Linked DNA regions of Mus musculus: all the other regions are linked to region 7. A link is a contact called in public Hi-C, HiChIP or PLAC-seq, Micro-C and promoter capture Hi-C data. All regions are on one chromosome and are shown on one strand. Each heading gives the region's core, a stretch centred on a gene start, on an enhancer-like site or on the middle of the called end of the contact. The rest is flanking DNA. Distances are from core to core; before and after follow the strand shown. Region 1 holds the start of Eea1 (early endosome antigen 1). Region 2 has its middle 31 kb from the start of Gm34044. Region 3 has its middle 47 kb from the start of Gm34044. Region 4 holds the start of Dcn (decorin). Region 5 overlaps Gm33377 (a long non-coding RNA gene). Region 6 holds the start of Lum (lumican). Region 7 holds the start of Btg1 (BTG anti-proliferation factor 1).

Region 1 (4,068 bases), core at 1,260-3,759, 680 kb after region 7:
ACCCATCCCTGAATACTGTCTCACCTCTTAAACTTAACCCTTCATCCCCCCCAAGGATCCCTTGCTCCTTTTATGACCCCATACTTTTATAAATGCTATTCCCTCTTCCTGGCATGTCCTTCCCTCTCAAGCTATAACTATGTCCTCCTTCCCAAAGCTTATCATAACTGCCTAACAACCTCCTCCAAAGTAGCTCCCAGAGCACTCCTCATTCTTCCAGTTCACAGCACTGTAATTACTTTTTCATGTTCACCCCGCCAACCAAGTTCCGAGTTCTAAAGGGAGGGCTACATCTTATTAAAAACCATTTCATAGCTCCTAGCATTATACATGGATCCTACTGAAGCTCTCCACTGTAGACGAGAACATTAACTATGAGAGACATTTCAAACTTTCCTATTGAAGGATAGATATATCCATATATCCATATATATGTGTATATGTATATACATATACATACCATGGTGGATCTCAACTAGGGGCAATTTAGCCCCTAGAGAACATTTGGTCTGGAGATAGTTTTGCTTGCCTGAAGCAGGTACAATATTAGAAGGAATGTAGCTTATCATTTACTCAATAGAAGGGATGGATGACTTTAGCTACTGACAAATGCACAAAGCCACCCCTACGATAGAACGACTTACTCACAAGTATCTCTAGTTCCAAGGCTGGGAAGCCCATTTGTCAATCTGATGTATTCAAATATGATGATTCAATAATATATTTCAGCAATAACCACAGTAAATACCATGTTTCCATTTTGACAGAAACTTCTAGATCAGATAAACAAACAACAATACGAAGAATGATCGTCATACAATCCCAGGTCTTCAGAACTGAAAAACCCATGTTTTTTGAAAGCCAAACTGTTGCCACCAGAAGCAACTCCCAAATCAGAAAACATTGTTGATAAACTTAAAAGCAAACCACAAACTCCTTTTCTCTTGGGTAACTGTATGGGGGGGGAGGGGGTGCACTCACGTGTGCGTGTGTAACCTGAGGTTAAGGTAATCAGTTCTCTTAAGCAAATCAAGCCATCAATCATGCACAGAAGCCTTTGCTGTTGAACAAAGCAGCTGATGGGGAGAGTAAAGGGTATGCCCTTGCTTGCTACCAAGGTTCAGCTCTATCAAAGTTTCAAAAAAACTACCAAAAACGATTGCAAAAGGAAAAAAAAAAAAATCCAATGTCCCCACAGAGGGCCAGAGCAGACGTTAACTATGTTTCCTCTGATGTATGACCAGATGACTTCAATGTTTCACAGAAGCTGTCTAAACAGAATCTTCCCTTCCTGTGTACTGGCTGACTCAACCCTCCTTGGCACATTTCTTAACTAAATGCTACACATTCAGTAAGTTCTTGTCCTTTGAACTAATTCTCCTACTCTCTAGGTAACATCTCTTTACATTAACCAGCTGCAGAAGGGAGCGAATGGAAGCTATCCAAAACACTTGAGTAGGCAACTCTTATTAGAAGCGATTTTAATTATGTTATTCTAGGAACTGGTACCTAAACAAAACATCTACGGCTTTCCAACGCTCTTACCTTTTTACCCTCAAGATTTCCCAGATTTTACATTGAGATAGCCCTGGTGGAAACTAAACTGGAGTGTATCTGCCGTTTGAGCCATTTAGTCCTGGATAACTAAAATGAGGTTCTGGGTCTTGGAGAGGAAAATGCACTTGTAATTCTTAAAAGAAACTTTCCAACAGTGAGTAATATCTTCCTTCTCCACCGACTTTGGCAGTTCAGCGTCTTCAAGTCCCAGGACTAGGCCGGGTCTCCCATGACCCTCCTGTACCGTGCAGATAGATGAGTAAGGAGGCAGACAGGCAGGTGCGTGTCGTGGGAAGGTGGTGGCACGCTGGGGCAGGGAAGGGCCCCGCAGCCGCCCGCAGCCGAGCACCCACGGGCGCGGAGCCGGGAGCGGGGAGCGGGGAGGGGCGCGCGCGGGCACCACACCCTCCAGCCCGTGGTGACAGCCCCGAGCGCGGGAGCCGAGGCTGGAGGCCCTCCGGGCTCCGGCCTGCGCCCCGCCCCACCCGCAGCCCGGCTCCGGCAGGACCAGCAGGCCTCGGCGCACGCTGTCACCGGGCCTAGCGGAGCTCTGAGCGCCCCCGCCCTCCAGCCCGGGCTGCCCCGCGGCCGGGCTCGGACGCTCGCGCTCACGTGCTGCCGGAAGGACGGTTTCACTCTTACCCTCTGCAAGATCCTTCGAAACATGGTTTGGCCGGCCGCCGCCGCCGCCGTCACCGCCGCCGCCGCCGCGGGGACTCTCCGCGCCCTTATGCGGGTTACTCACGACTGGAGGGCGCGAGGGGCCGGCAGCCGAGCCGGGAGGGAGGAGGGCGGGGAAGAGGCGGCGGTGGACGCGGCTTTGGCGGCCCCGACTTCCCCACAGGCGGCGAGAGGCTCACGAGCACGAGCCAGCGAGGAGGGAGCCAGCGAGCGCCCGCCTGCCGGGCCGCCCCCGTAACTGACAGCTGGGCGGGCCCGCCCGCCCGGGGCCGAGGGGCGGAGCCGCTGCAGCCCCGCCTCCTCGGCCTGTCCATCCGCGGGGAGGGCGGGGCCGGAGGGAGGGCCGGCCCGAGGCTTCGACCAATCGGAAGCGGGGCTAGTGTGAGAGACAGGCCACAGGAAGCTGGTGCCTTGGCTTCTTCCGCCGAGAGCTTGGACCTTGGGTGCCGGACCCTGCTCGGGAATGTTGAGGGTTGCCTGGTGTTCTGATGGAGAAGATGCGTGGGGACCTCACGGGTCCCGCCTGGAGGTGTCCCCCACACGGGGATGGAAGAACAGGTTTTAGAGCTAACTTCAGCTGAGCCCCAGCCTAGGATGGAAGTTTGCTAGCGCTCTTAGTGCAGCAACCCCGAGCCGGATCCTCCTCTTGGCTGGAAAGGCTGATTCGACCTCTAAACTCCAAGCCATTGTGGACCCGAGAAACCAAGGCTTACTTAACTGTGTTGGGCTTCCCCCTGCTTTTCCATACCCAGGTTACCCGCTTCCTTCCTGCTTCTGATTGCAATCAGAGCAACAATAAAACATGGGAGGAGGCTGGGTTTGGGATTAACTAGAGAAGTTTGGGTTTATCCTTTTGTGACAGGGCAAAGGTTTCTTCATCTTATTTCAGCTGGAGCCATCCTTGTTTTAAGCTGAAACACACACACTTTTACTAGCCCTTCCGTGGGAAAGCACCTAACTATGTTCTAAAAGCAAGGGGTAGAAATACCCCAGCTAACTTCGTGTCCTTGGCTTCTGTTTAACCACTTGCTTGCTTCCTCCTTCAACTGCCAGCTAGGATGTGAGTTTTCTGTGTTCTTTGTCTCTAGAAACTCTCTGTAATGTGCATTCGGGGTTGCTCTGTTATAAGTGTTTCTCTCCCAGGCAATTCCAGTGCTTGGGAGGCCTCTGCCAGGTTCTAGATGACTAAACTGCACAAGGTGAAACTTGGGATACTGACAGTACCTAGTGACCTGGGAGCTGAGAGAGCAATCAGAAAGGCTGGGAACTGGGGATGCCTAGATTGTGGGGTGGGGGAAAGCATTGAATACCTCAGGTAAGGTTTCTCTATCTGTAGCTAATAATCCTAGGGACTTGTGGAAAAGCTAAATGCAGTGTCAGTTTCTGAGTCGGTGGGGCCTCCAGGACGCTGTTAGGTCAGGATTGTGGGGGTGGGGGGGCTACCAGATTTGAGAACTTTGTCCTATTTTTGTATTGTGTAGATTGCTTGTGCTGTTCATTGTTCTTGAGAAATTTAAAATCATGGGTCAAAATTCTTCTACCCAGAAAACCCCTTGAATCTGATGAACTCTCATTTTAAGAGTCTCCAGAGGAAAGCTCACGAGTCTGGAGAACAGATCTCAACGGGAAAATTAACTACTTTGTGTACCCTTGATTGGTCTTCACTTCAGGTGGGCTGGCCTGCTGAAGGCTACTTCAGCCTTCCTCTTATGCACAAAGGGCAACGTGTGGTCTCTAATAAACCAGGACACCTGGACCAGTATCCCACATTCTGGCCTGAAGGAGTCCCAAATCCCAGAATTTAAAAACTTACTGACCAGATCTCTCCCC
Region 2 (3,616 bases), core at 982-3,481, 650 kb before region 7:
TTAGAATGGGGAACAAAATACCCATGGAAGGAGTTACAGAGACAAAGTTCAGAGCTGAGAAGGAAAGAAGGACCATGCAGACACTGCCCCACCCAGAGATCCATCCCATAAACAACCACCAAACCCTGCCACTACTGTGTATGCTAGCAAAATTTTGCTGACAGAACACTGATATGGCTGTCTCTTGTGAGGCTATGCCAGTGCCTGGCGAATACAAAAGTGGATGCTCACAGTCATCTATTGGATGGAACACAGGGCCCCCAATGAAGTAGCTAGAGAAAGTACGCAAGGCGCTAAATGGAGTCTGCAACCTTATAGGAGGAACAACAATATGAACTAACCAGTACCGCCCAGAGCTTGTGTCTCTAGCTGCATATGTAGCAGAGGATGGCCTAGTAGGCCATCAATGGGAGGAGAGGTCCTAGGTCTTGCAAAGATTATATGCCCCAGTACAGGGGAATTCCAGGGCGAGGAAGCAGGAGTGGGTGGGTTGGGGAGCAGGGCGGGGGAAGGGAATAGGGGACTTTCGGGATAGCATCTGAAATGTAAATGAAGAAAATATCCAATAAATAAATAAATAAATAAATAAATAAATCCAATAAAAGTGTTTATGAGCTTTTGAAGTTTCCTGGTGGAGTTTTTAGAGACATTTACTTATACAATTATCATCTGTAAATAAAGATTCGTTGACTTCTTCACTCCTTTCTTTCTTATTTGTACTCTCTTATTCCACTCACAAAGGCTTCAAGTATATTGTGCTCTCCCTCCCTCCCTCTCTAGATAGATAGATAGATAGATAGATAGATAGATAGATGGATATCATGTTGATGAAGAGGATGATGTGTGGTAAGGGGAGAAAACACCCACTGCTGATGGGAATGCAAACTTATACAACCACTGTAGAAATCAGTGTAGTGATTCATCAGCACACTGGGAATATGTCTACCTCAAGATCTAGCTAGGCCACTCTCAGCCACATACCCACAGCGCTCCATACCCTATGACAGAGGAACTTGCCCAACAATATTCATTTCTGTCTACTTATAGAAGCCAGAAATTGGAAAATATCTTAGCTGCTTCCCAACAGAAGAATGAGTAAAGGAAATGTAGTACATTTGTACCATGGCATATCATTCAGCCATTAGAAAGTGCAATCACGAAATTTGCCAGAACATGCATGGAACAAGAAAACAAAAATCCTACGATCGTATGATCCTACATGATGTATTCTAGAGCCCAAAGACAAATATGGTATGTATTCGCTTATGCATGGATGTTAGCTGGTTTTGGATAACCAGGCCACAGTCTATATAATCACCGAAGTCAGCTATAGTGTAAGGGATTAGAGGTAAGAATGGAGCTCTCTAGGAAGGGGAATAGAATAGATCATTATGGATAGACGGTGGGTTGGGGAACACAAAGCAGAAGGATCAAATGGGAAGTGTGAGTGAATTGAGGACACTGGAGGGAATACATAGAGTGACAGCTAAAAGGCTAAGGCCATTGGAAGGGTTGCATGGAGACCTAAAGCAGTAAAGTGTCCTAAAAACAATATATGCTATGGAAATCATCTATTGATTAAAATAGAAAGGAAACAAAAATAAAATATTTTTAAAAGAAAAAAAAAGCCTCCTAAAGTTATTTTAAAATAAGTCTCCCCATATGTTTGTAGTTGGGGCTGTCTGTGTTTTTCAAAGCAGTGGTTTTCCATCCATGACTTGTGCGTATGTGTGTGTTCTTTCTCTTCTACATACAATACAAAGAGCCCATTGGGGAGCATGCATGGGATAGAGGAACAAGTAGAGAGCCATCATTTCAAAGGGAAGATTTAAGGGTTAGACTAAGCAGCACAAATGCAAAATGAAACGCTGCCTGTCATTTTCGTATCTGGCACATAGCCAAGCCCCTCCTTCGTTCTTAGCTGGGTCTGGAGTTAAATCAGTTCCTTATGTGCCCAGTATGTTCAGGCCCTCTGCTCATCCTGCCCAGACACATAATGAATAATAAACAGTGCACTAATTCTGGCCAGAATAATACACCAGTATTCACAGATGACAACGAAACCCCTCAGCTTGCACAGACGCTTCATTTAAAGAAATGGGAAAGGGGTTGTGTTCTTTTTCATATTTTGGCTTACCTGACCTATGACCTGCAAATGTGGGTTCTTAGTGTGAGCGTGGTGCAAACACTGAGTTGTGTCTTCTTATTCGGTCATGGGACGATGAAAACAAGCAAACAAAATTGCCTGAATCTCTTAAAATAAGCAATGTGTGAGTGTGTGTGTGTGTGTGTGTGTGTGTGTGTGTGTGGTACTGAAATTAACATCTCTAAATGAACATTCTTTCAGAGATGAAAATGCCTTTGAGGGAAAAAAGTTTAACAAACTTTGATAACATTAAATAGACTATAATCTTAAACTCCAACCCTAAATTCACTATGTGATTTCTGTGTAGCTCTCTGAACATTAACCCTATATAAGTTATGTAACAAAATATTATTAGATATTTTCTTTATGTATATTTCAAATGTTACCCCTTTCCTGCTTTCCCCTCTGAAAACCCCCTATCTCCAACTCCGTCCCCTGCTCACCAACTCACCCACTCCTGCATCCTGGTCCTGGCATTCCGCTACACTGGGGCATTGAGCCTTCACAGGACCAAGGGCCTCTCCTCCCATTGATAACTGACAAAGCAATCCTCTGCTACATATGTGGCTGGTGCCATTGATCCCTCCATGTGTACTCTTCGGTTGGTGTTTTAGTCCCTGGGAATTCTGGGGGTACTGGTTGGTTGATATTGTTGTTCTTCCTATGGGGCTGCAAACCCCTTAAAGTCCGTGTGTTAACAAAATATTCTTACTTTGAAGTCATCAAGTGGTCTTCTGAGAAATTTTCTATATATCTCTGCCATTTTGGGGTTTAAAATATACACACAGATCAAATACATTTAGAGTACGTATATACTGGAAATGAGATATGCTATGTAGTCCCTGTTTGCATTTGTTATTTTTGTCTCTGCTTCTTTATCTCTTTGTGTCTCTCTCTGCATTTGAGTGATATGCCGTGTGTGTGTGTGTGTGTGTGTTCTGACTTTTCTAGCCCTTGGAGGAAAAAAGATGCCCTTACAGATGTGAGCATATGTAGCTTTCATAGATTCTTAAAGAATTACATACTTGAAAACAGGAATTTAAATTGTAGATATCACATTCTCAGAGGTAATTTTGAAGACCAGTTTTTATGAAGGCTTAATTCTTAATGGTTTGGGGAGGTCCACTGACATTTGATTTCAGCTCAATATTTTAACAGTAATAGCTATTAAAACATATTCAAATATTCTGCCTACTAAATCTTAATACATTCTAGACCACTAGCACATTGACTTTTGCTGCCAGGCTAATTTATTTTTGTGCACAAATTTAACATAAAATCGTTCTTACCATCTCTGAAACGATATTTGAATTTAAGAGCATGTGTCAATAATGAAAATGGTTTTTAGCTCAGTGCTGGCCCTGGTTTTTGTTGTTTTATATCTCATATCCATGCATGCTTGCACACAGACACTGTAATACCCTCCTATTTGTCTGCACTACACTATTTCATGGATTTGATTGTTTTGTG
Region 3 (3,601 bases), core at 279-2,778, 670 kb before region 7:
CAGGGTGCTGGGGTGTGTGGCTGGCTGTGTATAAGTGTCCTCTTCTAGGCTTTGTTTGGTAATGAAAAATAAAACAGCATTTTATTTTTTAAAAAAAATCACCATTTGAACCACAGTAAAAGTTTAGCAGATCAGTGTTACATATGTGCTCTGTATGAACCTTACTAGGAGTCACATGACCTTGTTTTGTGGAAAGGACACAGTAATAATTTTGGCTTATCACTAGTAGTCAGAGTCAACAGAAGAAATGTCCTTGGAATGCTCACCTGTGCTCATATCTGCTGCCCCAGCCTCAGAGACAACCAAGGAAGAAGGTATTGAAAGGCTTTAAGAACCAGAGGTCAGAGAGGCACCTTGAGAAGCAGTATCTTCTGGATATAACTGGACCACTGTATTCATGAGCTCACAGAAGCCATGGTTGTCTGCATGAGACCTTCACAAGATCAAACCAGTCAGCATGGAGTAGGAGGGGTTTCATGAACCCCAGTGATAACTGAGGATATATGGACAATTGATGGTTCTTTTGGGGGAAAGATCACTTAAGGAAACAAAGTATAAACCCTAGTAGGGTGACCACACTCCAGTGGATGTCCCTATCCCTGGAATTTCATGGACAGCACAAATTGGAGCTAATGGGTAGTTTTTTTTTGGGGGGGGGCACAAAAACATGACGTTGGGGGTGGATCTGGGTAGAGTTAAGAAGAGGAGTTGGTGGTGAATATTGTTAAAGTATATTCTATGACCATTCTCAAAGAATTAATAAAAAGGCTTATACTAAAAATAGCTTATGTTTTGCCTTTCAGATGGTGGCTATCCTTGTAAAACAAAACCAGGCATGTGCAATATGGACATGAATGGGTTTGCTTATGTCTATAAAACTTTATTTATGAAAGCAGCTAATAGCTGCTCTCAGCCAGCAGGCCTCAGTGTCCTGACCATGATTCTAGATTTCATTATGAAAACATGCATAGGAACATGTTCTAACTGTCCAGGACTTACTGGTCAGGTCACAGTCCTGAAAGGTACCCATGTAGCATGGCTTCATCACTTATGTTCCTGAGAGCTAATTATTTGGCCCAGTCATAACATTTAATAACCTTCTTCTGTGACTTCTGTGTGTCCCCTGCCCCCAAATGCAGTAAGTATACTCTGGGCGGGAAACAAAAGATGCAGCTACTGTCCTGTGTTTCCCTGGAAGCCTGTGGAGTGGCATTGCTTTTGCCAGGAGTGGTCCTTCCGAGAAAGCTGTCTCTGAACAAGTTTGGGCAACAATTTCATTGAGGATGAAAGAGTTACTTCTGTCAAATTCAACACGCACTCCAGTTTCATTATTTTAGGACATAAAATTGTTTAGTGATTAACTTTGTTTATACTTGGCAAAGCATCACTTCCTTTTCTGAGGAGGAAAAGAGACAAAAAAGCTCATAAAAAATTTTTCAAAAAGCTTTCTACTTCAAACAGCTCTTACAAAACTGCATTTGGATGAGTCAAGTGTGGGGGAGTCAAAACCATATGGATTCTTCCCCTTTTAAAATAAACACTGACTTTCAAATTGAAGGAAATTTTCTTACAAAAGTAGACTTTAGCTTCCATAGACTATAAATAGTGAAAAAAAAGCAACTTCCCGAAATTTGATAGACCCAAATCACAGCTGGGTTTCTCATTCTTAATAATTGTGTTTTCACTGTATATCATTTAAAAACAAACAGCTCTAGGAGTGGCCCACATTCGGCTATTTTTAAGGGCATGGAGATTTTCATTTATCTCTCAAGTAATTTTTTCCCAAATCTTGAATTTGAGATAAGTTGCATTGTTACATTCGAAAAGACATAGGGTTAACCACTTGCCAGTCATTGTATTTCAGAGTCAGCTTGAGGTTAGTCTGGACTTCATAAGTGGATCCTGTCACAAAAGGAAGGAGGGTTCAAGGAAGGAGACAGAGACAGATAGGGAAGAAGATGAATACAGAGGAGAAGAAGGAAGTATTTGGGTGACAGCAAAAGAGGAGGAAAGAACAAAGTAAGGAGAGAAGTCAGGAAGGAAAGAGGAAGGGAGGGAAGGAAAGAAGGAGGGAGGGAGGGAGGGGAGGAAGGAAGGAATGAAGGAGATGGAAAGTGAGCTATGTCTGTAAACTTATTGTTTAAGATTGATTGATATAAGACACATTGTTTAAGATTGTTTGTGTGCATGTATGTGAACCCTGTTGAATATCTGTGTACTGCTTTTGTATAGAAGACCATGGGAGTCAGAGGAAGGCATTAAATTTCCTGGAACTGGAGATACAGGGTGTTATGAGTGACCATGTGGGTGCTAGGAACTGAACCTTGAGTCCTTAATGAAAACAGCCAGTGCTTGCTTCTAATCACTGAATGATCACCCGGTCTCTGTCTGTACATACTTCTGATACAATGATAATTCCTGGTTAGATTATCATCTATTATTACATTTTATCTACATTTTCATTAATAATCTAAGCAATAAAAAATTAGCACCCTTATTTAGGTAGATTAAGTGACCTACTTGGATGGCTATGAATATTATCATCAAATAATGCAAACAAAATTTTCATAATCTCAGTCTTTAAACAAATCAAGTCAACTAGACTTCCATTTGTTCCTTAATTCCTTTGTTAACACCAGAAATTCTAAAATACAGAGGCATTTTCTTGAAAGGACCCAGATATAGCTGTCTCTTGTGAGACTATGCCAGGGCCTAGCAAACACAGAAGGGGATGCTCACAGTCAGCTATTGGATGGATCACAGGGCCCACAATGGAGGAGCTAGAGAAAGTAACCAAGGAGCTAAAGGGATCTGCAACCCTATAGGTGGAACAACAATATGAACTAACCAGTACCCCCCCCCCCCCCGGAGCTTGTGTCTCTAGCTGCATATGTATCAAAAGATGGCCTAGTCGGCCATCAGTGGAAAGAGAGGCCCATTGGTCATGCAAACTTTATATGCCTCATTACAGGGGAACGCCAGGGCCAAGAAGTGGGAGTAGGTGGGTGGGGGAGTGGGTGGAGGAGGGTGTGGGGGACTTTTGGGATAGCATTAGAAATGTAAATGAAATAAATACCTAAAAAAAGAAAGAAAGAAAGAAAGAAAGAAAGAAAGAAAGAAAGAAAGAAAGAAAGAAAGAAAGAAAGAAAGAGAAAGAAAGGCTCCTGAAATAGAAGCTGAAAGGTACTTTATGATAGATAGTTTGTATCATGAGGCAACAGTGATCTGAAAAGGGCCAATCCGTCTCATGACTGGGGCAAGGTTTCTTAGTAAAAGGACCATGTGTTATGGTCATAGAAAACTAGAAGATATTTTCCTTAAATAAAACAGAAATGCAGCATTCTATATAAAGAATAAAGTATGTATGAAAATTTGAGAGCACGTGGAGTGTCCCTATGCAGCAGAAATATATAGAGAAGGAAATAGAGATATAATGTAAGGTCAGGGCATACAGAGATCATTGCAAGAGCTAACTCATGCTTTTTTAAAAGGTATTGTTATATGTAGTGAAAGCAACAGTTTTGAGAACTGTTTTCAGAATCAGATTGTGGGGGTGGGATTAGGAGGATGGGAGAACTTACAAAGTAAGGTACTTGGTTAT
Region 4 (3,701 bases), core at 1,189-3,688, 860 kb before region 7:
TCCAAAAACACTAGGAAATACACACACACACAAGTTAAAAAAAAAAAAAACTCCACACATTCATTTTTAATTTACATCTAATACTGCAGTATGTCTAAAACAGAATACTCCATACATAATTGTGATTTCTCAATTTAAAAAAAAATCATAAAGATTGTGATTCATCCAACCTCCCCAAGTTCAAGGGCAAGTGTCCTCTAGTAACCCAATCCCACTCAGCTGCTCTTAAAGGGAGGTTATTGTTTAGGGATGTTTATTTGGATTGCAGTAAAGGAGAAGACTGCTTCACATTAAAATAGAATGTTTATGGTTTACCACAAGTTTGCTGGACTTGCATATTTAATGCCTTGTAATTTTAGGAGAAGAAAAGAAATGAAACAACGTAATCTCAGATTTAATAAGAATAAGGAGCATTTCTGGAGATGTCTCTTTGTCATCTACGCTCCAAAGCAGACATGCCTGGTGACTTCCCTATCAACCCTAAAAAGGAAATGTTGAGCCCAGGCTCTGAGGAACACCATCTTTCTTTATATGTGTTTACCTTGTTAAAATAGGACAAATTCTCTGCTCAATCTTCCTTTAGACTAAAGCCTGATACAGCCAGACTGCATACCACTTCATTAATACCCTCTCTCTCTCTCTTTCTCTCTCATGTGTGTATGTGTGTATATGTGCAAGTGTGCATGCATATATGCATGTTTTTGAACTCTGTTATCCTAAAAAAATGCTTATAAATTTTCTTCCAGTTCTCCCATGAAATTTCTTTTAAAATATTTTTTATACTACTCAAAGATCCAGCGTGTTTAGAGCAATTAACTTAAGAGAAATCTTAAGAGTCACTGGTCCTCAACATTTCTTCAGTGTTTTTTTTTTTGTTTGTTTGTTTTGTTTTTTTGTTTGTTTGTTTTTTTTTCCTTTTGTTATAAATGGCAACTAGAACAACAAAAAACAATTTACAAACGAACAGGTTGTGACTGAAGCAACACTATATCTTGTAGAAACTGTTCCTCTCAAATATTTGTAAAGCCATTTTTCCACTAAAAAGAGTTGTTTAAGTTCCGAAATGTCTCACCAAAAGTAATCTGTCTGGCCCCAAAACAATCTTTCTTTATTTACTTAGCTATTTCATCCAGGTTAACTTTTGTATAAACATACTTATACTGTTGTTAGGTGTTTCAGAGTTAAAACTTAACACGTATGTATGAAGTGAATCTGTAAATCCCTCATTTTAAGGTGAATTTAAAACTTCAGTAACAATAGGAATAATTAAAATACAAGCAATAAAAATACATTTGTCCACAAACAAGAACTACAATAAAACCTATGTTTCTTTTGGAGAGGTCTGCTAAAATAAGCAGCTGCAGGAAGAAAAAGCCACAGGCACAGAGATCACTGGAGTCACACACTGGGGCACACGTAACCAGTGGTCCTCTGCTTACTCTGCTTTAAGTTAAAATGAGAATCAACCCCCACCCTCACCTCATAGTGAATGCACCTCATAAGAAAGGTTAATTTGCATCGAAAATATTGACAGAAACATTTATAACCAAAGAGCTCTGCAGCTGTATTATCTCAGATCTTTAACATCATAAATATTTCCTGTGTTCCTTTTCACCTTTCTGGTAATAATTCCTATTCATTTCTGGTGTTGCAGAAGTAGGCATTATATTTCTACAGCCAGAGACTTGTCTTGCTGATGTTTTAAAGATTGTGAAGTATGCAAGAACACAGCACGAGAAGAAACCCTTAAATACCTAATTTAGGCACAAGCAATATGCTAGTTACGAATGCTTTTCTGCTGACAGTTTATAAAGAGCAAAGCATTTCATCAGTACAAACACAAAACTACCAATATAGACAAGTCATGGTGTTAGGTTACAAGTTTTTAATAAGCATATTTGCAAGAACAGAAGCAAGAGCACAAAACCAATGCATTCAAACAGTTTTGCCTTTTTGTTTGTTTGTTTTACCGAGTACTTAACTTCTGTTTTCAAGCAATTCATTTCTAACGTTGTCTAAAGATTACTAAAAGTTTAGCACAGCTTCCTTCTCGTTCCTTTTTCTCACCAGATATTTTCTTCTGCCCTCCACTTGACAGAAGCTTTATTAGCCTGTAGCAGAGTTCAGGACAATTATTGAAAGCCATACCTTTTAATCCGGGTATTTGCCACAGGAGCCCTCAAAGCTGCGATGTAATTAACACTAACTATGCAGCCCAGGCAAAAGGGTTTGCAGGTGTGGAAAGAAGGAGGAGGGGGTGGTGCTGCCCTGTGACTGTCACTGGGTTGAAAACCTCCTGCTTCTACTCCATAGCACAGTTAAGAACTAAGGTTTCACTGCGTGAGCGCATCCAGCTGACACCCACATTAGATCATATGGTAATGATACGTCTCTTGTATTGTAGCCAGAAACTTTATCGGCCCCCTTCTCCCTCCCCCTCCACATTTGCTTTATCCCTTTGCATCCGCCCAGCATTCCAAACTGCTTTTGTAGTCTAGTGGAGCAACTTGATTTGAAATTTGTCTTTTTTTTTTTTTTCTAAAAGATTGTAACTGAAGAATTTGTCTCCCCACCCCCAACCCCATTCCAGTCTCCACCCTTTCCAGTCTTGTTTGTAAGTAGTATTTATTATCCTTCTGAAATGACTTTTTTCCCCCTTGCTTTGGAGATGTGTGGGTCTGGAAAATGGAATGGCATTAATCCTAAAGCTTTTTTAAATGTGGTCTGCAGAGAAGACTAATTAGACTTCCATAGAATTACTCCTGGGCTCTGAAGTTCAAGTGCTCTGGAGTTCTCTGTGCATTTTGAATGCATTTCTATGGTGTTCTGGGACAAAGCCAGAATTTAATCTGGAAAATATGTTGTTTATTATTTTCATTACCTACGGCTTCAAAAACTTCCTTACTGTCTATTCTTTGCTGCTGTTGTTGAATAAAACACATAGAAACTAGACACTGATTACAATAAGATTTAGTTTGTAAGTAAAGAAAAAAATAATAATTTTTATAGATGGGTCCCTTATGTAATTAGGACTTTCTGTGGCTCTTTTTAAATTTCAGTAAATAGGCAGGGGGAGGAGAAGAAAGTGCAAATTGAGTAACATGTTTATTCAGGCAGTGAAGAAAGTTTTTGGAGATTTTATAATTCCATCTCTGGATGCTGTGGGTTGCTCTGTTTGCCTTCCCAGGTTCTGACTCGCATTTTTCTGCTCAGGCCTCCAGGCTCTGATCAGGTGGGGACTTGAAGCCACCATCTATGAAAAAGGAGGAGATTCCCCCTATCCTTCCTTTACCCACCTAAGTGCATGCTTTGACAGGAAATATTTTTTTATTTTTATGGAGCTGGAAGGAATTAAATTCTTGAGAGGGAATCTGAGGGAGGGGGAGGATGTAGCTAGACTTATTTTGACTTCTTTCCCAAGTCTAACTGCCTGTCTTTTAACCTCTCCCTCCACACACTCCATTCTTGCAGAGTCGAAGCATGCTGAGTGATTCTGTTGAGTCCAAGTGTTCGCTGACATTGGTGTAAGGAACATGCCCTTTCTTCTGGCACTAATTGACTTTCTCCTCTGAATGTTGCTTGTATTTATAAGTTTCTTCTGACATGCGATAACTCCTTGCTCATTGCCTCACTCCCAGAAAACACACATAGTCCCTCTAACACAGTTACTATAGTCATTGTCTTTCTTAATCGATGATTTG
Region 5 (3,928 bases), core at 1,153-3,652, 740 kb after region 7:
GTTCCAGCTCTGGTGTCAGAAAAATAGCGTTCCAAACAAATCTACACTCTCCTACCCGCAAGCTTAGATCCGTATTTAATCGCTGAGACATATACGGGAAGGATGGGCAAACTCTTAACGTTGGGTCTTTCCCACATAGAGAAAGTGAGTGGGGGTTCTCAGACAGGCATTGCATGGGTTGCCTCATGGGGCGAGGGACACATCCCTCATTCAGACGGCTGAAATATCTTTGAAGACTGTTGCCGATTAAGATCCACTCAAACAGCGTACATTTTTATTTATTTTAAATAGCCCAAGAAGAGTTGTGTCTAAAATAAAGGTAAATGAAATCACCTCTAAAACGTCCACCCAGCTGCTCATTGCTTCTCCCCCACCCCCCACCCCCCTCCGCTGGGGAAATTGCTTGCAGTGGATATTGAGCTTTGAATGCAGAGGAGGCAAAAGCGCACAGTTGCTGATCTGTGAGCATGCCCCCAAACAGCACAGTTGTGGGAAAGCAAATCACAGGGATTCTAGCTACGGAGAGCCCAGAACTAGGACAGACATATTCTCAGCCTCTTACACCCTCAGCCCCTCCGTAAACAATCGAACGGAAGCTAACAATGGACATACCGCCTTGGGGTTAGGAAAGCAAAAGCAGTTTAGCTGACTGGTTCCCCGTCCCCTGCAGGAAATGTGCTCTTTTGTGTATTTTGGGGTTAAAGCAGAGGATTGTGTTAAATGGGGCAACAAATTAAATGTGCATGTCAGGGCTGCAAAGGAAGGAGTCTTGCAGGAAAGTGAACCTGACTCCCATGTCAACGAGCGCGGTAACATCACTGCAGTGTTGTCTGGGGAATGGTTGGAACGATATAGGACCCAGATGGTTCCACCCGAAGGAATCCTGAGCTCTCAGAACTCAGGAATGGAAGAGAGAGGAACTGAGAGAGACAGGGAACAGACTATCTTTGTGGCAGTCAAGGTATTTGCACCTGGAGGTCATAATCAGCCACTGTCCTCTGTTTTGTGGCAGGACCAAGAGGGAGAAGCAGTTGAGGGCAGGGGATGCTGCATGCAGGGGTGGGTGGGTGGGGGCGTGGGGTCTTGACCCTCACAACTGAGCAACTGGTTGAATTTGAGGATCAAGAAAGAAGAGCTGCCGAGGGCCATGGTGTCCAGCTCAAATCCCAGCATGGAGGAGGTGCGGAAGGAATCAGAAATTCAGGGTCATCCTCAACTATATAGGGAGGTCGAGGCTAGCCTGGACCTCATGATACTATTGCAAAAGACAGACAGAAAGAAAGGAAGGAAAAGGGAGGAGGAAAAAGGAAGGTATGAGAAAAAAATGTTACATTTTTGGTAATAACACGAAGCAAGGACTGTAAAAAAAAGGATACTACGCTGTGCATTCAATACTACTGCATTTCTTACTTTTCCTAGTATTTTCCTAGTACTTTGTTTGTTTTTTCGAGACAGGGTTTCTCTGTGTAGCCCTGGCTGTCCTGGAACTCATTCTGTAGACCAGGCTGGCCTCGAACTCAGAAATCCACCTGCCTCTGCCTCCCAAGTGCTCAGATTAAAGGCATGCGCCACCATGCCCAGCTTCCAGTATTTCTGTTATGTACAGCACTCAACATTTTATAACCATGGAAACAGAGGCTTTTATATAGTCTGTTTAGTAAAGGTTAGACGTGAGATCAAGTATATATATATATATATAGGATACACATATACGATATACATATACATCTAGATTTACATATACATATGACCGTCTTGATAGAGCCCAGGCTGGTCTCAAGCCCGTGATTTTTCAGACCTCTGTCTCCCCAGCCCAGGACTGCAGGTATGTGCTCTTTCTTGCCTTGCCTTTCTGGTGAAACGCTGGCAGATGTGTTTCCAAGCAGCAGTACTGAGTTTTGAGTATCAGTAGGACATTTGACTAAAGGTGCCTAGCAGGTCACAGGAAATGAAATCGAGGTTCAGGAAATGATGCAGGTTAGAGGGACAAGTCCAGAGTCATTAGTTAAAAACTGCGAGCTAAACTGTGAGACTACCCTTACTTTGTCTGGATTTGTCTAGTTCAGTTCTGTTGGGTGGATCTCTTTAGGCATGCCAAGTATCAGGAACTTAAAAAAAAAAAAAAAAAAAAAAAAGTAACTGGGTGCAGACGCACACTCCAGTAATCACAGCAGTCAGAGGGGTGGGGCAGGAGGATTACTTTCAGTTCAGTCCAGGGGAATTTGACCCTCTACACTGAGGAATCTTTATCCTTGCTTTGTATCCTCCTCGCCACTGTTAGCTGCTGATTTACCTCAGCCTTGAGTAAGTTGCGCTATCTTCTGATCTCAGTTAGTGGGTGTGTTATCCCCACTGCTCCACACCGCTGCACCACGCACTGTATCGGTTTCTTTCTGTTCCTGAGCTTAGAGGAGGGAAGGTTTTGCTTAAGTGGGTACAAGCCGCCTTGGTGGGGCTGGCACCGGAGTAGGAACCGCAGGAACCAGAAATCAGAAAGCCGCCTTGGTGGGGCTGGCACCGGAGTAGGAACCGCAGGAACCAGAAATCAGAAAGCCAGAGAGATCACATTTCAGGAAACAGAAAGAACAGGAAGTGGCGTCAGGTTAGAAAACCTCAAAGCTTGCCCCCAGTGATCTACTTCCTCTAGCAACACTCTACCTCCTTAAGGTTCCTCCCAAGCAATAACTACAGGGAATCAAATGTCCAAGTACATCGACTGTCTTAGTTACTTTTCTGTTGCTATGACAAAACACCAAGGCCAAGGCTAGCTAATTTATTTATTTATCTTGGCAATTTATTTTTTAAAAAAATTAAAAAAAGAGTTTAATTAGAGGGTTAGAGTTATGATGGACAAGCAAAGGCACGGCAGCAAGTGGCTGGAGCGGCAGCTGAAGCTCACGTCTCTCAATCCACAAGTAGGAGGCAGAGAATGCATTGGGAATGTCAGTAGGTGTTTGAAACCCCAAGCCCAACCACAGTGACACACTTCTTTCAATAAGGCTACATCTACCCATCCTTCCTAAACAGTTCCACCAACTGGGGACTAAACATTCAAATATATGAGTCTCTGTGGGCCATTCTCATTCAAACCACTACGTTTCTGACACATGAAAACTAGGCGCATATTCAAACCACTGCTGTTGTGATTTGTGTTTTTAGAGTTCAGAGAATAAGAGATCAGACCGAAGCTATTGATTATTGTTCTTTTCTTTCAGGGATACGGTCTGACTATGTAGTACTGGCTAGTCTGGAACCAACTCTCACTGGGTAACCCAGGCTAGCCTTGAACCCACACCCATCCTCCTGTCTCGGTTTCTGGAGCTATAGGCGTGTTGCCTGCATGTCTGCTTCATGTATACACGGAGGACACCTATGGAATGAGTTGTTTTCAGAGAGATGACTTTGAATTCCAGTTTATTCAGCATCCTTAACAACAAACAAGTGCATTGTAATAGACTTAATGATTCAGAGGAAAAGGATTTTGTGTGTCTATGAGAAGTTACAGGGGAAAGCAAACAACTGTCAGATAAAGGTCATATTCCTCTCCAAACTGTATTTTTCTTCTTCTTCATTCTGTTCATTTGTTTTTGAGACAGGGTCCCGTGCAGCTCAGGCTGGCCCCATGTGTATTCTGGAGAAGATTTGGCAGATGCTGGGATTGCAGACATGAGCTAGCACACGGTACTTCACAGTGTCTCCGGTCATTAAGCTTTGTTCTCTTTGGTAATGCATATATGCTGGAGGGATAGGAGGCACGGCAGATTTTATTTCTAAAATTCTGTGTCTTGCTTTTGGACAGAGGGAGGTGAGACAGCATCTTTCTGTCTGGCATCTTTCTTTAGCATCTTCAGTGCAACAATCCTTCATATTTTAGGAAGGAACATTCTGGTCGTCCACAGAGCCCTTCAGAGCAGAGTCAGTTCTAGGC
Region 6 (3,739 bases), core at 319-2,818, 950 kb before region 7:
AATCACAGAATGCATTGTAAGAAAGCCCATGTTCCTGTGAGTGAAACAACATGAAGAGAATCCACATTCAATTACACCCTGCATTGCATGATATTTCATGCAAATAATATGAGACAAGCATTTGCATCAGGTAATTTGGAGGAAGTAGAAGTTGGGAGACCATGCATTTTAAATATATATGCTTTGCTTTAGCTTAGAATCATGACAGACTTCAGGAAAAGAAACATTGAAAAAGATTTTATGAAAGATACACTTGAAATTCTAACCTCAGATACAGTCACAATGCTAATAAATTATGCCCTTGCCCATGATTCTGATGGGAATTTTTAATTGAATAGTTAGGATTTGCCCTGCCTAGCACTAGGAACACAGTAACAGTACATAATCACATAAATGAATCTGTTGATTCATTTAAGTTTTGACTTTTTAAATGGAATATGCATACTAACAAAAATTTATTCCACAGTTTTGGCAAAGTAAAACTTAACAGTCTGAAATCAAAGCAACCTTGTGAACATACAATGCCTCCTCTGTGAGGGTAAGTCATACATTCGGCCCCTACTTTTTTAAATACCTCTGGTCATGAAAGAAATGCTTTTCTGCAAAAATGTAAATTGTTTCCCAGAAACTTTTAAAAACATGTACCTTAAGGTGTATATCCAAAACCACAGATCTTTAAAATGAGCAAAACACGGAGAAGTGATCCACACAAGTAACTGAGTCCTCCTGCTAACATTTTATAACCCAGAATGTTTATTGCGACCTGTAACAACATATTTTATTGCAAAACCCCTTGACTGCTGCTGGTGGTAGTGGCCTTTTTCTGTCTCAATACTAGATTTCAACATTATAACAATATGTAGCTAATTAGCATAGATAACATTTTAATTTCTGTACGTTTTTGAGTGTCTAACTTTTTTTTTTTTTTTCATTGCAACCTTGGAACGTTTTAAATTTCCCTTGCCAATCAGTCTGGCATACAGAGTGAAATTAATCCAATAGTGATGGAAAGTATAATAGGTAAAATGTGAAAATAAATGTTCAAAACTGTCATTGAATAGCAAATTGGCAAAATTCCTCTAGATCTTTTTTTTTCCTGTTCCTGTTAAAATTAAACACTGTCCCCAAGACTCAGCATCCCCTGGGGTATAGTAAGAAAAAAAAAAAAAAAAAAAGCACTTACCTTACTCTCTTGACACTGTTTCCGTTAATTTCTTAAACAGGCACACTGTGAACAAGAATCCACTAACATATGCTGTGAACTCTGTCAGGGTGGGACTGGCTGCCAGAGTCTCAGTGATACAAGAGCTGAGGAGCGTGGGGGGTGGGGGGGGGGGACCAGCCCAATCACGCCAGCCTCTGGATGAAGTTATGTCACTGTGGGCTCTTGTGGTGTTGCCTCTGAGCAAGCTTCTCTCTAACGAAGTGCAGGTGGACAAAACAGACCCTTCCACTCTGGAATCGGGGTTGGGGGAAGAGAGAGAGACAGAGAGAGAAGTACTTTACTGGATTAAACCCCTAAGAATCGAGCTTGCTACAAATGAGGCAGTTCGGTGTGAGAGGGTTTCTGCTGCAAACTTCTGAACTTCTGCATGTGTGGTGGCGGTGAACTGTGATCTGCTCAGCCAAGTCTTGTGCTCCTGTAAAGACCTCATAAATCACAAACAGAGCAAAGAATCTCAGGAAAATGCAAATGAGCACACGCAAAGGAACTGAGTCTTTTTTTTTTTTTTTTTTTTTTTTTGGCCACCCCTCTTGGATTACTTATTTGATTCACTTGGGTTAGCTTGCTCTTTGTCCTAAGGATGCATTCATTTCTGTACTGTGAGCAGCGCTTCATATACACGTTGAGACAACTGATAGGGTGAATGTCTTCTTTAGCTTGTCATGTTGAGGAAACTCTTTCTCATGTTCTTCAGATCTGGAACCACTCAGCCAAGGTCTGACCTGTTTTTCATTTGTGGATTTCCTCAGGAACTCACTCAAAACCCTACTTGAAGATTATATTCTATACTTTAAAGCCAAAAAAAGCAGAACAAAGATAACATAAATATATCCTAAAAATATCACAAGTCACTAATCTTTTTCATTCTGTTACCAGACTATTCTGACTTTTTTTCCAAGGTGGAAGGCACCCAAAGTTGTGGTCTGTCCAAAGGCCTGGCTTGATAGAGTGTTCTAACTCACTTTCTGGTATGTAATGTAGCAAATGAGTAATTTATTCAAGCCCTTATTGCTTTAATTACTTGAGAAGATTATATATATTTATAGGGTATATTTTTATTTTAAAATATTCACTTTCTATTTTTTAATTAGATATTTTTAAATTACATTTCAAATGCTATATCAAAAGTTCCCTATATCCTCCCCCAGCCCTGCTCCCCTACCCACCCACTCCCACTTCTTAGCCCTGATGTTCCCCTATACTGGGGCATATAAAGTTTGCAAGACCAAGGGGCCTCTCTTCCCAGTGATGGCCGACTAGGCCATCTTCTGCTACATATGCAGCTAGAGACATGAGCTCTGGGTACTGGTTAGTTCATATTGCTGTTCCTCCTAGAGGGTTCAGACCCCTTCAGCTGCTTGGGTACTTTCTCTAGCTCCTCCATTGTGGGTCCTGTATTCCATCCAATAGATGACTGTGAGCATCCACTTCTGTATTTGCCAGACACTGGCATAGCCTCACAAGAGACAGCTATATCAGGGTCCTTTCAACAAAATTTTGCTGGCATAGGCTATAGTGTCTGCATTTGGTGGCTGATTATGGGATGGATCCCCGAGTGGGGCAGTCTCTGGATGGTCCAGTCTTTCATCTTAGCTCCAAACTTTGCCTCTGTAACTCCTTCCATGGGTGTTTTGTTCCCTATTCTATAAAACTCTTAGAGCAAGCTGTTTCAGTATAGGTTCTACATTTTAGTTATTTTCCTTTAAAGATAGCTTGAGACACAGCTCAGTTGGTACAGCGTAGCATTAATAAAGAAATGGGTTCAATCTCCAGCATCAGATAAACTAGATGTGATAACACACAGAGGTAGGTAATTCCAGTGCTTGAAGGGTAGGGACGGGAAGAGCAGGAATTTAAGTTCATCCTCAACTACATAGTGTATTGAATCCTGCCTGGGATTCATGAGACCCCCATCTCAACATAACAATGTAAATGAAACAAAAATCAGAGTACATATCCAGTGTTTCAAATGTTAATAGTGAGACCTGAGAGGGGTACAAGTCAATAATCATGACCTTATTCACCTGGAAAGTTCACACTAGTATAAATGCCTTACATTCATTGCATATATGGAATTCAAGTTTTAAAAATATGTGAATACATATTTATACAATGTATATATGACATGAGATGTAGGGAAGACCGTTTTTAGAGGAAGGTAGCCAATGGGACTTTTGAAAGACAAAAGATGGTTTTATCCTTGCTTGAAACTGACAGAATCGAAAGATTTTTAAGTGTGATTTATTGTTATAACTATTACTATTAATAAAAATAATTATTATTATTTATAAGAATATTGTGGTGAAAGACCCACAACGTGAGGACTCCCCCACGTTCTGACTCAGGAGAGGCGACACCCCAAAATCACCCACAAGAAACGGGTCTTGCTGCAAATTGCAAGAGGATTTTTATTCAAGAGCGCTCTCGGGCCCATGGTCATACACCACGCAGGGGTAGAGGACCGTGGCGCCCCGAGTAGCTGGGTAAGGGGGTATTTAAAGGAAGAAACCGAAA
Region 7 (3,719 bases), core at 1,112-3,611:
CTTAGAAAACTACAAGCTAGCAAATGTACAGAGAGCTGGCTGGTGCTAACAACCACAGTTGAGACAGTGTCTTTTTGAAGGGTCTTTTCAAAGCCTGCTGCCATGGCAGAGCCTGGTCGCTCCCTACTCTCAACGCCAAAAACACAAGGTCTGACCATTTCCCCCAGGTCATGCGTACTAAGTTTGTCTTTATGTACATTTATACATTTTAAGTGCTAGGTAAAAGTCTCCGTGTAAAAATTTTTCCAGTACTACCATGCTTAAAACATTGAGCTTTCCTATTGAGCTGCCAAAAAAGTTACTGAGAACTTTCAAGTGTAATAGTGCAAATTCCCCTGCAAGGTTGACTGCGAAAGAGGGTTCTTTGAAAGACAGAATTTCCTTAAAGGGACTGCTGTGACAAATTGGGTATAAGGTCTGGGAGAAACTGAAACCACCCTTCGACTTCACTCCCTAGCAAATAAAGTGATCCTTTCCTTGGACTCACAGGCTATTTAAATCACTGAAAGGTACTGTCCAAACTATGGCACTGTCACTAAATTAAAAAAAAAAAAAAAGAAAGAAATAAAAAAATTATTACCACTCTATCTTGTGCCAGATCTTCACAGCTGTGACATGGTTTAAATTCCATAATCCATCCCCAAGAGGAGCCCACCCAAAGCAAAAAAAATCAAATTCATCCATCCATTATAAGATGATCCATCCAATAGACTATATCTTAACCTGATACAGTCATCATATTGTAGTTTTTGGAAGGGCTTGTTCTGCCCAAGAGAAGTTCCTCCTTACAGCTGATTCTGCTGTCTACCATTTGCACGTTGGTGCTGTTTTGAGTGCTACCTCCTGCTGGTGAGGCTTCGTACAGCACGCAGATGGAGCCATCCTCTCCAATCCGGTAGGACACTTCGTAGGGGTCAACCCAGAGTGTGAGTTCACTTGGGAGAAGCCTGAACAACTCCTGACTGCTCAGTCCAATCCGCTGGGCTGCCTGTCCAATCAGAGGATCCATCTTATGGTTGATGCGAATACAACGGTAACCTGATCCCTTGCACGGCTTTTCTGGGAACCAGTGATGTTTGTAATGTTCTGTGGAAGAAAAGAACAGAGAAACAATGCTCAGGACGGTAGTCAACGCAGCCGTACCGTAGCGTACTTTCCTCCTCCTGCTGCTAGCTTCTTAGCGAAGCGAAAATGAAAACCACCAACTTTCACAAATGTCCGGGACCGAATTCGCTGTCGTGAGACAGAATAGAGAAAGCAAAGACACTGTGGCAAACACTGTCCGGGTACTGACCGGTTGAGCCGCCAAAACAGGAATCCCGCGCGCAGCCCTGGATGGCCAACTAGCTGGATGGCACAGGCAAGCGGGCGGGAACCTGTTTACTTTCTCCACCCCAACGGGGTCCCATACAATAGACTTTATGGAACTGGTGGGGGGTGGGGGCAAGACAACGCCACTATGGCCAGTTAACCCCAAAGGGAAGAAAACCCAAGAAACCTTAAACCAAGATCTGGGTTGGGTTGTAATTGTACCGGTGACAAATCCGATGATTAATGGGCAAGAGGCACAGGAGGTGCGGAGACCTGGCACGTCCGTCCCGGGCCGGCTCCGAAACACAGAGGCGACAAGCCACCCAGGGGCTCAGCCGCAGACTCTCGCAACGGTCGCGGCGACCCGGCAGAGGAGACCGACGGGACTCCGGGCCCTGGGTCTTTTGTCCCCCGCGACCGGCCGGTAGCCGTCGGGGCGCAGCTCCGCGTCGCCCCGCTTCGGATCCTTTGTTGTGCGTGTCGCGGCGCCCCGCCGCCCAGCTCCCCCCCCCTCCCCCAGCCACGACCGGGACGCGCCCGTTAGTGGCGACCCGCGACGGTCCCCGCGCCCCGCTCACCTGCCAGCAGCTCCTGCAGGCTCTGGCTGAAAGTCTGCAGCTGTCGCTCGCTCGTGAGCCCCTTGGTGCGGAGGAACTTGGAGATGAAGGACACCGCGGCGGCGATCTCGCCTATCATGGTGGCGGCCCGGGTGTAGAAGGGATGCATGGGGGCGGCGGCCGGGGGTGGCCCGGGGCGGCCGGGGCTCGGCCCCGACGGCGAAGCGGCCACCCCGGGCTCTCGCCCAGACCCGACGGCCGAGAGGAAGCGAGGGCGCGAGGCGCGGACGGCTACTGGTTCTAGGGGATTTTTTTTCTTTCCTTTAGAGTAAAAAAGTTATTTTCAAGCCAGGAGGCGGCAGGAGAGACAGAGAGAGACGAGCGATGGCGGCCTGGTCACATCGCTCGGACCTCCCCAGCCGCCTCCGCCTCCAGCTCGGTAGCCTCCGAGGATCCCGAGAGTTGCATTTCCAGCTCCGAGGGGCGAAGAGCTGCCGCCGCCGTGCAGCTCATTTTATAGGGCTGCGGAAAGGAAGTGGCGTACCCGGGGCGTGAGGGCGGACGCCAGCCAATCCGGAGATCGCACCATTGTGACGCAGGCAGATTCGGGGCTGGAGGGGGCGGGAGAAAGGCCGCCAGGGGGCGTGCCCAGAGGCCGGGATGAGAGGGAGGAGCTGACGTAATCTGCTTGTAAACAAATAAACCCCCCGAGTGGCAGCCTGAGACTCCGGAGCGGTGGAGGGCGGAGAAAGAAGCCAAGGAGGCGCGTGTGAAAGCTCCGCCCCCGAGCTAGCTCCGCCCCCGGTTCGGGCCAGCGGGGACCCTCCAGTCCCCGAGCGGGCTCCGGGTTCCTCACTTACTGCGGTGTGGCTGGAACCTCAGGACTGAGGTTCGGTCTCCGCAGCCCCAGTCCTTTGCGTACCCCATGTTTACATCTGAGCCCAGTTCCAGCCGGCTTGGCTGGCAGCCCTGGCGGGAGGAGCGTGCGGTGGCGGAGACTAAGGCTCCGCTAGGGAATGGAAGGAAGGACTCGCTCCCTGGAGCTATCCTGCGGCTTAATCCAAGCCATTGCCCCTAGGGTTTGCAGAACCCCGGGGGGCTGGGGGGGGGGAGAAGATGAGCCTTGAAACTCATAAAAATCTGCATATGTATTTTAGAAAGGCACAACAAATTCGTTTTTCTAGTTCAAGTGATGTCAGAACTTTAGAGTTGTGCTGCTGTTGACACATAAGATAAAACTTTAAGCTTGTCGAGAGTGTTAAGCATAGACACCCATATTTACTGGCAAAGACGGTTGTAAACAGCCTAGAAAAAAAGGAAAGCATGAGCCTGCTAAAACTATTAGACCCAAAATAGGGTTAACCCAACTCTCTTAAAGTAGGAGAAGGGAGAGAAAACAATGAAGTCCAGGCAGGAAGAAGAAAGCAAACAAGAGGCAGAAGTTGAACTCTACCAGATGGAAATAAATATTTAGAGTTTAGTTGGTCATCAGATGCAATACACACCACTTTAAAATATATATATGTGTGTGTGTGTGTGTGTGTGTGTGTGTGTGTGTGTGTGTGTATGGAGCTAGAGGAGAAACAAGAGGATAATTGGTTCTGAAATTAATTTGAAAAGGTGACCTATACATCATTTATCATTAATATACAATACTTAAGTACCCACATATTATCTAAAGATAATGTTAGAAAGCACTTCAGAAAGTATCAAGTTTTTTTTTATAATAAACTGAATCAAAAAATAACATCTTTGTGCATGTGTGTGTGTGCGTGTGCGTGTGCGTGTGCGTGTGCGTGTGTGTGTGTGTGTGTGTGTGAATTGTCAGATAGGACTTTCTGAAAACAGACG

What was found. Promoter capture Hi-C pulls out the DNA fragments that hold promoters and counts their contacts. Hi-C and Micro-C count contacts between places; a contact is called where the count stands out from the background. HiChIP or PLAC-seq counts read pairs in DNA pulled down with a chosen protein or histone mark.
Region 1: a contact with region 7 is called in a Micro-C map of embryonic stem cells, with 4 times the contacts expected there. The contact joins the promoter of Eea1 here to the promoter of Btg1 in region 7. A contact is called at or near these places in 4 of 39 promoter capture datasets (the C10 cell line, liver, pre-B cells and 1 more), 8 of 484 Hi-C or Micro-C datasets (the G1E-ER4 cell line, LSK cells, embryonic stem cells and 3 more), 4 of 115 datasets of contacts at active chromatin or transcription factors (effector CD8 T cells, large pre-B cells, memory CD8 T cells and 1 more) and 1 of 9 other capture datasets (liver).
Region 2: a contact with region 7 is called in a promoter capture Hi-C map of second pharyngeal arch cranial neural crest, with 4 times the contacts expected there. The contact joins the enhancer-like site here to the promoter of Btg1 in region 7. A contact is called at or near these places in 10 of 39 promoter capture datasets (the 3T3-L1 cell line, cranial neural crest, frontonasal cranial neural crest and 5 more), 1 of 15 datasets of contacts at CTCF or cohesin (the NIH/3T3 cell line) and 13 of 115 datasets of contacts at active chromatin or transcription factors (the NIH/3T3 cell line, the SCID.adh cell line, differentiating embryonic stem cells and 10 more).
Region 3: a contact with region 7 is called in a Hi-C map of bone marrow-derived macrophages, with 13 read pairs. The contact joins the enhancer-like site here to the promoter of Btg1 in region 7. A contact is called at or near these places in 5 of 39 promoter capture datasets (the 3T3-L1 cell line, cranial neural crest, liver and 2 more), 1 of 15 datasets of contacts at CTCF or cohesin (the NIH/3T3 cell line), 3 of 484 Hi-C or Micro-C datasets (bone marrow-derived macrophages, cortical neurons and embryonic fibroblasts), 13 of 115 datasets of contacts at active chromatin or transcription factors (the SCID.adh cell line, acute myeloid leukemia, a colorectal cancer cell line and 10 more) and 1 of 9 other capture datasets (embryonic stem cells).
Region 4: a Hi-C map of uterus shows a contact between it and region 7, with 2.1 times the contacts expected there. The contact joins the promoter of Dcn here to the promoter of Btg1 in region 7. A contact is called at or near these places in 1 of 39 promoter capture datasets (hippocampal neurons) and 2 of 484 Hi-C or Micro-C datasets (both in uterus).
Region 5: an H3K27ac HiChIP or PLAC-seq map of microglia shows a contact between it and region 7, with 8 times the contacts expected there. The contact joins the enhancer-like site here to the promoter of Btg1 in region 7. A contact is called at or near these places in 4 of 115 datasets of contacts at active chromatin or transcription factors (embryonic stem cells, large pre-B cells, memory CD8 T cells and 1 more).
Region 6: a contact with region 7 is called in a promoter capture Hi-C map of second pharyngeal arch cranial neural crest. The contact joins the promoter of Lum here to the promoter of Btg1 in region 7. A contact is called at or near these places in 2 of 39 promoter capture datasets (3T3-L1-derived adipocytes and second pharyngeal arch cranial neural crest) and 1 of 115 datasets of contacts at active chromatin or transcription factors (the NIH/3T3 cell line).

Annotation. Positions count from the first base shown.
Region 1 is chr10:95,939,104-95,943,171 of GRCm38.p6, reverse strand. It overlaps Eea1 (early endosome antigen 1), which reads right to left and starts at 2,509. Exons shown (of 29, transcript NM_001001932.3): 1 at 2,200-2,509. The coding sequence starts at 2,223.
Region 2 is chr10:97,264,481-97,268,096 of GRCm38.p6, reverse strand. No RefSeq gene overlaps it. Among named protein-coding and RNA genes, the nearest start is that of Gm34044, 31 kb to the right of the region's middle. Within about 2 kb of position 2,231, at least 13 of the 459 cell types and tissues checked have an H3K27ac peak or open chromatin away from gene starts, as enhancers often do. A contact at or near this core is called in embryonic limb bud, neural tube and second pharyngeal arch cranial neural crest, where this site is marked.
Region 3 is chr10:97,280,913-97,284,513 of GRCm38.p6, reverse strand. No RefSeq gene overlaps it. Among named protein-coding and RNA genes, the nearest start is that of Gm34044, 47 kb to the right of the region's middle. Within about 2 kb of position 1,528, at least 11 of the 459 cell types and tissues checked have an H3K27ac peak or open chromatin away from gene starts, as enhancers often do. A contact at or near this core is called in the NIH/3T3 cell line and bone marrow-derived macrophages, where this site is marked.
Region 4 is chr10:97,478,237-97,481,937 of GRCm38.p6, reverse strand. It overlaps Dcn (decorin), which reads right to left and starts at 2,438. Exons shown (of 8, transcript NM_001190451.2): 1 at 2,149-2,438.
Region 5 is chr10:95,878,800-95,882,727 of GRCm38.p6, reverse strand. The region is part of intron 3 of Gm33377 (a long non-coding RNA gene); the gene reads right to left. Among named protein-coding and RNA genes, the nearest start is that of Gm24433, 18 kb to the left of the region's middle. Within about 2 kb of position 2,402, at least 88 of the 459 cell types and tissues checked have an H3K27ac peak or open chromatin away from gene starts, as enhancers often do. A contact at or near this core is called in embryonic stem cells, memory CD8 T cells and microglia, where this site is marked.
Region 6 is chr10:97,563,330-97,567,068 of GRCm38.p6, reverse strand. Lum (lumican) reads right to left here and starts at 1,568. Exons shown (of 3, transcript NM_008524.2): 1 at 1,184-1,568.
Region 7 is chr10:96,615,643-96,619,361 of GRCm38.p6, reverse strand. Btg1 (BTG anti-proliferation factor 1) reads right to left here and starts at 2,361. Exons shown (of 2, transcript NM_007569.2): 1 at 1,890-2,361; 2 at 1-1,086. The coding sequence starts at 2,037. The coding sequence ends at 719.